2 separate regions of the Gossypium arboreum genome follow, and region 2 is linked to region 1. Evidence: chromatin contacts called from public Hi-C data. All regions are on one chromosome and are shown on one strand. Each heading gives the region's core, a stretch centred on a gene start, on an enhancer-like site or on the middle of the called end of the contact. The rest is flanking DNA. Distances are from core to core; before and after follow the strand shown.

What was found. Hi-C and Micro-C count contacts between places; a contact is called where the count stands out from the background.
Region 2: a contact with region 1 is called in a Hi-C map of leaf, with 3 times the contacts expected there. The contact joins the enhancer-like site here to the promoter of LOC108471242 in region 1. A contact is called at or near these places in 3 of 5 Hi-C or Micro-C datasets (all in leaf).

Annotation. Positions count from the first base shown.
Region 1 is chr9:45,382,708-45,386,821 of ASM2569848v2, forward strand. LOC108471242 reads left to right here and starts at 1,754. Exons shown (of 7, transcript XR_008270933.1): 1 at 1,754-2,136; 2 at 2,204-2,343; 3 at 2,468-2,665; 4 at 2,880-2,936; 5 at 3,030-3,098; 6 at 3,850-3,914. LOC108472670 (transcription factor MYBS1) reads left to right here. Exons shown (of 2, transcript XM_017774223.2): 1 at 1-154; 2 at 321-1,146. The coding sequence ends at 789.
Region 2 is chr9:45,772,110-45,775,851 of ASM2569848v2, forward strand. It overlaps LOC108456877 (protein CASP), which reads right to left. Exons shown (of 19, transcript XM_017755607.2): 17 at 3,037-3,116; 18 at 2,269-2,361; 19 at 1,965-2,183. The coding sequence ends at 2,123. Among protein-coding and RNA genes, the nearest start is that of LOC108456877, 17 kb to the right of the region's middle. Within about 2 kb of position 2,477, at least 2 of the 2 cell types and tissues checked have an H3K27ac peak or open chromatin away from gene starts, as enhancers often do. A contact at or near this core is called in leaf, where this site is marked.

The DNA of each region.
Region 1 (4,114 bases), core at 504-3,003:
CCATGGCTCCTAATTCTGATAGGAGATCCAATGCCGGTTACGGAAATGGGTTTTCGGGGTTAACCCTTGATTCTACCGGACATGGAGGGAAACAGAGTTCGAGGTCCGACCAAGAAAGAAGGAAAGGAATCCCATGGACTGAAGAAGAGCATAGGTATTCCCCTCTACTACTTCTTGTCTGTTTTTCTTTTTTTTTCTTAAATACTGACTTAAGTATTGGAACGTGACTCGAATTAAGACTTGAGTGCCCTAGGATTTGGGGTCTTATAGAAAATAAAGATATATGTAATGTGACAAGCAACATTACATGTGTTATTCAGGTTATTTCTACTTGGTTTAGACAAGTTTGGGAAAGGAGATTGGAGAAGCATTTCAAGGAACTTTGTGATATCGAGAACTCCGACGCAGGTGGCTAGCCATGCACAAAAGTATTTTATACGCTTAAATTCGATGAATAGAGACCGGCGGCGGTCCAGCATCCACGACATCACGAGTGTTAACAATGGGGATACATCTCATCAAGCGCCTATCACCGGCCAACAGGCTAACACAAATTCACCCGGTGCAGCGGTCATAGGGCAATCAGTGAAGCACAGGGCTCATCCGCATTTGCCGGGTTTAGGCATGTACGGAGCGCCTGTTGGGCGGCCGATTGCTGCTGCTCCAGGGCATATTGGATCTGCTGTAGGAACTCCTGTTATGCTTCCTCCTGCTCACCATCCTCATTCCCCTCCTCCTTACATTGTCCCTGTTGCTTACCCCATGGCACCACCTCCTATGCACCAATAAGTTCAAAATTCAATTAATGATTTAAAGGTAACCTAACAAGTTGTGTTTTTGTGAACATGAAAAATATGCAGAAGGAATAAAGCAGATGAGAGAACTCTTCGTTTTTTGCTGTAGTTATCCATTTTTCTGACTGCAAAAAAGGCACCTGTTATTTGACTACAAAGTCCCCTTCCCAGATGAGTCTTTTCACTAAGCGAAGCAATGAAACTGGCTTTAAAAAAATAGCCAGATGGGTTATTTTGGGCAAATAAGTGTTGTGTATGGCTTCCTCTCATGATAAAATGTAAAAACAGTCTTATTTAAAGGCTTGTATTATTCCTACGGGTTCAGTAAAGCGCTTTCAATGCTTTTGTTCTCCATAGTGACTGCAACTTTGGGAAGCTTGAACTTAGAGTAGCCCAATAGTAGTACTTCATTCGAATCTTCAAACAACAAAGTTATCGGCTTCACAACAATTCGAGGCCCATATGAACACCGCCGCCGCCATATAAAAGGTCTAGGAAGGCTTTTAGGCCCTTGGGCAAATGAAGACATAAAGCCTCTAATTTCACTCCCTTTTAATTTAGTCCCTAAACTATTATTTCTCAATTTCCTCTTTCTTTCCAATCAACCCTTAGCGTAATTTAATATGCAATACCACAAACAAATTAGCATGATAAGAGAAAAATAGCAAATGAAGGTACAATTAATATAATTAAAATGTATAGACAACATGAGAAAATCAAAATCAAATTTAAATTTAACACATCACTAAGCACATGGTTGAATAATCAAATCAAATGATTGATATTTTTTCAAATAGTTCCTGACTCGTACAATTATTAAAAATTTAAATTATTAACTTAATTGATATAAATGTTATTTCAATATAAGAGGATGTGAATTCGAAAATAAGATCGTGAAAAAAAAAAAAAACTAAAAAAGGACTATTAATATATAAAAGAAAATATTTATGAATACCAAAGACAAAAACTAGTGGCCCATGGATACATTTCTACCTTTGAATTTGACCCAGAACTCATGGGTAGCTTCAGATTTTTTTAGACCCAGAACTCATGGGTAGCTTCAGATTTTTTTATTTCCTTTTTGCAGTCACAGCCCTTCCGCTTAATTCAAACATTTTCTCTTCTTTATTCCAAAACCCACCTGGTCCTTGTAATGTTTTGCCGATTGCCGCCGCCACCCTGATATCCATCATTATTCACTCGATAATTGATGGAGACTATGATAAAGAAATATCAGCAGAAATTCAAGAAAGCAAAAGATGAAATGAGTAAATGGGACGACCTTCAATCTCGCTTAATTTCCCACTTTCGAAATGCTTCTTCCATTATTTCCAGATTACAGGTCTGTTATCCCCTTTGTTTCTCTCTTCCAAATTTTGTTTATTTATTTTAATTCCTTCAAAAAACAGTTTTTTTGTTTTGGTGATCAGATTATTCAAAACTCTAAAAACTATGCCAGTTTAAATTGTGTTGGAGGAATGGAAGCTGCAGTGATGCAAAAGCAGATGGATTCTTTGCAAACCATTTTACTTTCCATGAAAAATACAATGTAAGTGTTTAAGTCTCTGTTTCTATTTGCTTTTTGAGAATATAAATGACACTATGATTAATTCATTGAATGATTGATTGAAGCTGGCAAACAAACAAGGCTAAATCTTAGGTTTGAACTTTAGTTTTAAAAAGATTTTCAGGGAGGACTTTCGCGGTGTTGTTCTTTCCCTTGAGAAGGTTCAACATGATGGTAAACAGCTAGCAAAAGGTAGCTTTAATCAGATGAACAAGAAACAACTGCAACATAGAATTGGCGTAAAACCGACTCTTACAAATTGCATAGATGGGCTTGTACTTCTCCATGAAATCTATCACGACGAGTAATTAACTGTTTCCTCTTTCAAAAATTTCCCGAGAATGTATTCTTTTCAATATGCTGCAAGTAGGAATGTGTTTGGACCTATTTATGTTTCCCTAGATTTTTCATGATTGCACTTTTCACTGTCTGTGGTTTGAACAACTTGCTTTGATTGGCTTTTGGTCAAACTCTGAGGTAGCAAGATTCTAAATGACTGATTGTTTTGTATTTGCTAGGTACCTTCTTAAATCATCATTGGTTTCTGCACTTTCAGCTCTTGCCTTGAAACCCAAGTAAGGAGAACTCATTATTTTGCTTTTGCAATTAAAAAATGTCAATAAAACTGACCTATTGTTGTATTTTATTTTATTTTTTTCTTGCTAAAGGCTCCATATGGGTTCAACTGCAGCCCTGTAAGGTGCAAGGGCACCTTGCCAAAGCATTTGGGTGATAAGGTGGGTATGGTGAACTCATTCCCACTGTGTTGCACCCCTCATCAATGATTGGACACCCTTAATGAGTCCAATAGAATATGGTGGTCGCAAAACATGATTGTTTTTTAGATTGAAGAAGTATGATAAGTAAAATTTACGTTCATCTAAACTTAGTTTCTATAGCCTATGTCTTTAGCTTGCCTACTTTTTGTCATGTAATACATGGAATAATACCCATGTAAGCCCTCGAACATCACCTTGAACTTGAAAATAAGCTCCCTATCTTTATTTCATGGAACTAGGGTAATAAGTTTTTATTTTTTTTTGTAAATTTGTAATGAGAACCTTGACATTATAAAATATAATATTTTCTTGAAAACCTTCTTTTGTTGACTCATGTAATCTCTAAAAATTGCTAACATGAATTTATTTGGATGAACTAGATGACAATTACTTGAGAGAATCCTATTTTAAATAGTGTTGGCAATTGGACTTTATTTGCCCATTTTCAGTTTTAATGAGTAGGATTACAATGAAATGAATGTTCATAATCTTAATCCACGCAATGACATATGGAGATGTTATTTTTTGATGTTATCCTAATAATTGTGCTTAGTTATACTTTTTCCACGTGAAAATATGATTTTTTGTTAACTTGCTTCCTGGTTTGTTAAATTTATTTAAACTTGATTAAAAAAAAAAGGGAATTTCTTTTACTACATTCTATAATTCATGGATTTGTAATGGTTATGGATCTTTCTTGATGTTGCAGTTCTGGTGATCTGGGTGCCCTTCACCAACTTTTGGCTGATCAACCCAATATATTAAACGAGGAAGGTACATTTTGGACAACGCATAACTTATTTTTTATGTTTTTAGCTTTACTTACCTTTCTGATCAATGCAATATACTAAAAAGGAAGGTAATATTCTGGAAAAGTTAGTCATGCTTACCTTTAGCTATCCTGATTTTCTGTAACAATCAATTTCTTATAATCATAATTATGGAAAGACACTAATAGATGGAGACTGTTGTTC
Region 2 (3,742 bases), core at 1,227-3,726, 390 kb after region 1:
CTTGCCCTCCTTTGTCCGCACTCTTCTTTCGACATCCCAACAAAGGCCTTGAACCAACATTTCGGATACCACTTGTCACGGGCTAGACCTTTCGTCTCAGACCATGCGGCCTTAGCGATTTGTTTCGTCCAAACTCGCCCAAGTCACTTTTTACTCGAATGAGGATTCCTTAAGAACTCCTCCAAAGCACCAACTCAGACAAATGAAGCAAACTTGTGCCAAAAGAAGCTTAAAAAGAACAACAGAAAGGAACGCTCGCAAAGTGTTTGAGTAAATGCTCTCTATTCTCTTATTCACAAAGAATAATGAAACAATGAATGGAGTGAGTACAAATGAGGGGGAGGCTCTCTATTTATACTTGAGCTCCCCCAAAACCGACGGTCAAGATACAATTATATCGACGGACGAGATTAACCAATCCCCTAATTTAAGGGATTTTACAAGATACTTCCATATCAAATCCTATCTAATCTTTACAAGATATGATTCCCTCTATCTTTAAAGATTAGTTACCATAGTTGCCTAAGTTGCCATATCTTCGCTATCGGGCCAACCAGGCTTCAATCTGACAGGCTTCTCCAAGTCGTGGGCCAAATGATCTCCATCTAAGTAATAGACCTCCATCGGATGCATTCGGTTCGATGGTCACGGGCTTTGAACTCTGGCCCGTGACATTAGTACCCAAACAAAAAGTGATTAATCTACTGGTATAGTACTGGCTATCTTGCTTGTGACACTAATTTAGTCAATAATTTAATTATAGTAAAGATGTTTATTAAATAATAACTTTTAAATATTCACAAATTTAATTTATAATTAACTTATTACACCAACTCAAATAAAAATATTATAATAATATAGAAACAACATCTATCATATTTGAAAGTTGAGAACTTCTAATTAGGATCAAACCAATTCATAAATATGAAAATATAAACGCTTAATGTTGCTCTCTTAGCAAAACAAGCTTGGCGATTGTTAGCTAATCTGAACTCGTTTGTTGCATGTTTGTTAAAGGCTAAATACTAATATTGTGAAAACCAAACCAGACCGGCCGGTCGAACAAAAAACCGGAAAAGTACCGGTCCGTTCAACAGAAAAAATCCTTTTGAACCGAGTATCAGGAAAAACAGGTCGAACTGGCTTTTGGAAATTTTGAACTCCCTGGGTTAGGTCAAGCTGGAAAAACGACCCAATAATAAAAAAAGTCTGGTTCTTTTCAACTATGAGACCAAAGCAGAAAAAACTAAATGAAAATAAATTTAAAATTTCGAAAACTAAAAGCTAATGTCCTAAATCTACCCGTGACCCTCACGCCCCACAGTCCCACACCCATCAGGCCGTCAGATTCTTCAGCCCCAGAATAGCAGCGTCTGCTCTGCCTCACCCACCCTCAATCTAGAAGGGTTTAAAGTTTAAATAGTAGAGTAATGAAGAAGAAACGTTAAGGAAAAAGAAAAAAATATGAAGAATTGAAAAAAAGAAAAGAAGCTAGAGTGAAGAAGCCAAAGTAATCTCATCAGAAAAGAAAAGAAAAGAAAGAACAGTGAAGGTCACCCACTTATAGTATTCACGAATAAGAAGAAAAAAATAAATCCAATATTAAAATAAGTAAAAAGTATGGTGTTACACGCCTTGAACTAGCTAATGGTTGGATTCAATGTCTACTCAGTGAAGAACGGAAATGTTTGGCTGAAGCTTTGCGACTTTGATTACCCAGACTTTTCATTTCTTCGATAGTTTTGTTTTTTCAACCTGCTGTTTTGCGTTCTCTCTTCCGAGTTTCAAGACTTTGTATTTCCCCCTAATTTATTATTATTATCAGCTGGCATTTTCCTCAAAAAGAAAAATTTTGAAATCGAATTTCCTCACCTCCATTTTTAAGACAACAATCTCAATTTTTTTAAAAGAAAAATACGTGCACTAGAATTAGAATGGCGTAAAAAATCAAGTTGAGCAAAAACTTAAGATCGAAAGACAGGGATGTATAGTATTAGCTATTTTGAACATAACATGATTGTGTTACATGTACAGTTTATTAAGTTTGTAAATTTAATTTCAATGCCATATTCTTCTCACAAGAACAAACCATAAATGAAGAAATGGCTAAGGGTAGATGTCACTAATATCCACGCGGGCGGTACAAGTTTTTCTCAACGACGGCAGTTTCCTCAGAGCCATGGCTGCATTAACAAAAAATACTTGGAGTCAGATTAATCTGAAAGGAAATCTGGCTTAGTTATATTAATGATTAGGGCACATTATCACCTGAGGTAGCTTAGAGCGGACATTCGGTATAGACAAGTAAACACTAGGATATGCAAACCAATTGTGTAGAAAAATGCAAACGTTCGAGCATACCTGCACTTACAAACCAAGTATTTCATTAGCAAATCAACAAATTTTCTAAGCAAGCAGGTATTATTGCGTCCACACGTCACGGAGAGAATTGCTCCAGACTCCCTTATACAATGGTGACCACATTAATTTAACCACGGCCCAACAAAAATGTGCTACTACTATTCTTATTTGATATATACAAGGGCTATAACACCCAAAAGAATGTAAAGGTACATGCACATAGAAATTCTGCTCATTTACAAATGCACATTTGTAGACAGGGAACGACACTCGGACCAAAGTTGACCTATAATAAGCATTTGAATGAAGTCAACGACCTTACACAATCATCCTGCCTTAAATGATACAAACCCCAGATCCAATTACCATTCGGTTTGCTGTTTGCAAAGTAAAACGAGAAAAAAAGTTGAGCCTACTAAAGACATACCCAACCTACGTGAAACCTATATTCACCCGCTTAAGAGTGACTATCCTCAAGAAAAAAAATGAAGTGGAAAGAAGACAGAGACCTAAACTCCTCACAATGCTAGACACCCCAAATCTACCAGCGTGATTGCCACCTTTACAAATGTGTATACACTCGAAAAGAAAAATGCAAGAAATGGGACAAGAGATCCTGCCAAATAAAGAATACTATACACTGTATATGCAATAGATGATGAAACAAAACCATACTTGTTTCCCAGAAGAAAACGTCCGCTGCTGAGTGTGATTCTGTCTCTGAAGCCCAGCTCCTTGTATCTTTGATCCCTCTCCTATGTAATAAATGAAACTGATTATTCTATTATGCCCAACAAACAGCATGAATAAAAATGTGACCTGAACTCGAAGATTCCATGAATGTAAATGTTAACTGGATTATTTTGATGTTCTCATATGAGTTGGCATGGATGGTAAAAAGCTGAGAGTTTGCATTTCTTGGCTGTTCAACTTTGTTCCCAACTAAAATAAGCTTTACAAGGACAATTCTTCTTCATTTATATTTGCCTGATAAAAAAATGTCTCATAGCAACGTACAAGGGTGTGTATCGACATCTTATTTTGAATCAGTCTTGATACTTGCAAAGAGAGAATATTTGAGCATTGTTCCAAAAGAAACCAGAATTATCAGATCATTCATTGCATGTATGATGGAATGTATGGCACAAATATAAAATCTGATTTATGCTTGAAGATATGTAACTAAGAAAATTAAGCTGATTTAGTTCATATAATAAAAAAAAGCCTGTGAACACCCACAGTTTCTTCTCTTCTAAAATATTGTAAATTTGTGATGAATCAAACAACAAAGGGAACTCTACATGCCTAAGTTCAAAACCAAACTAGATCGCATGATATATGTGAACCTGACAGAGCTACATATTTCATGAATGGAGCTCAA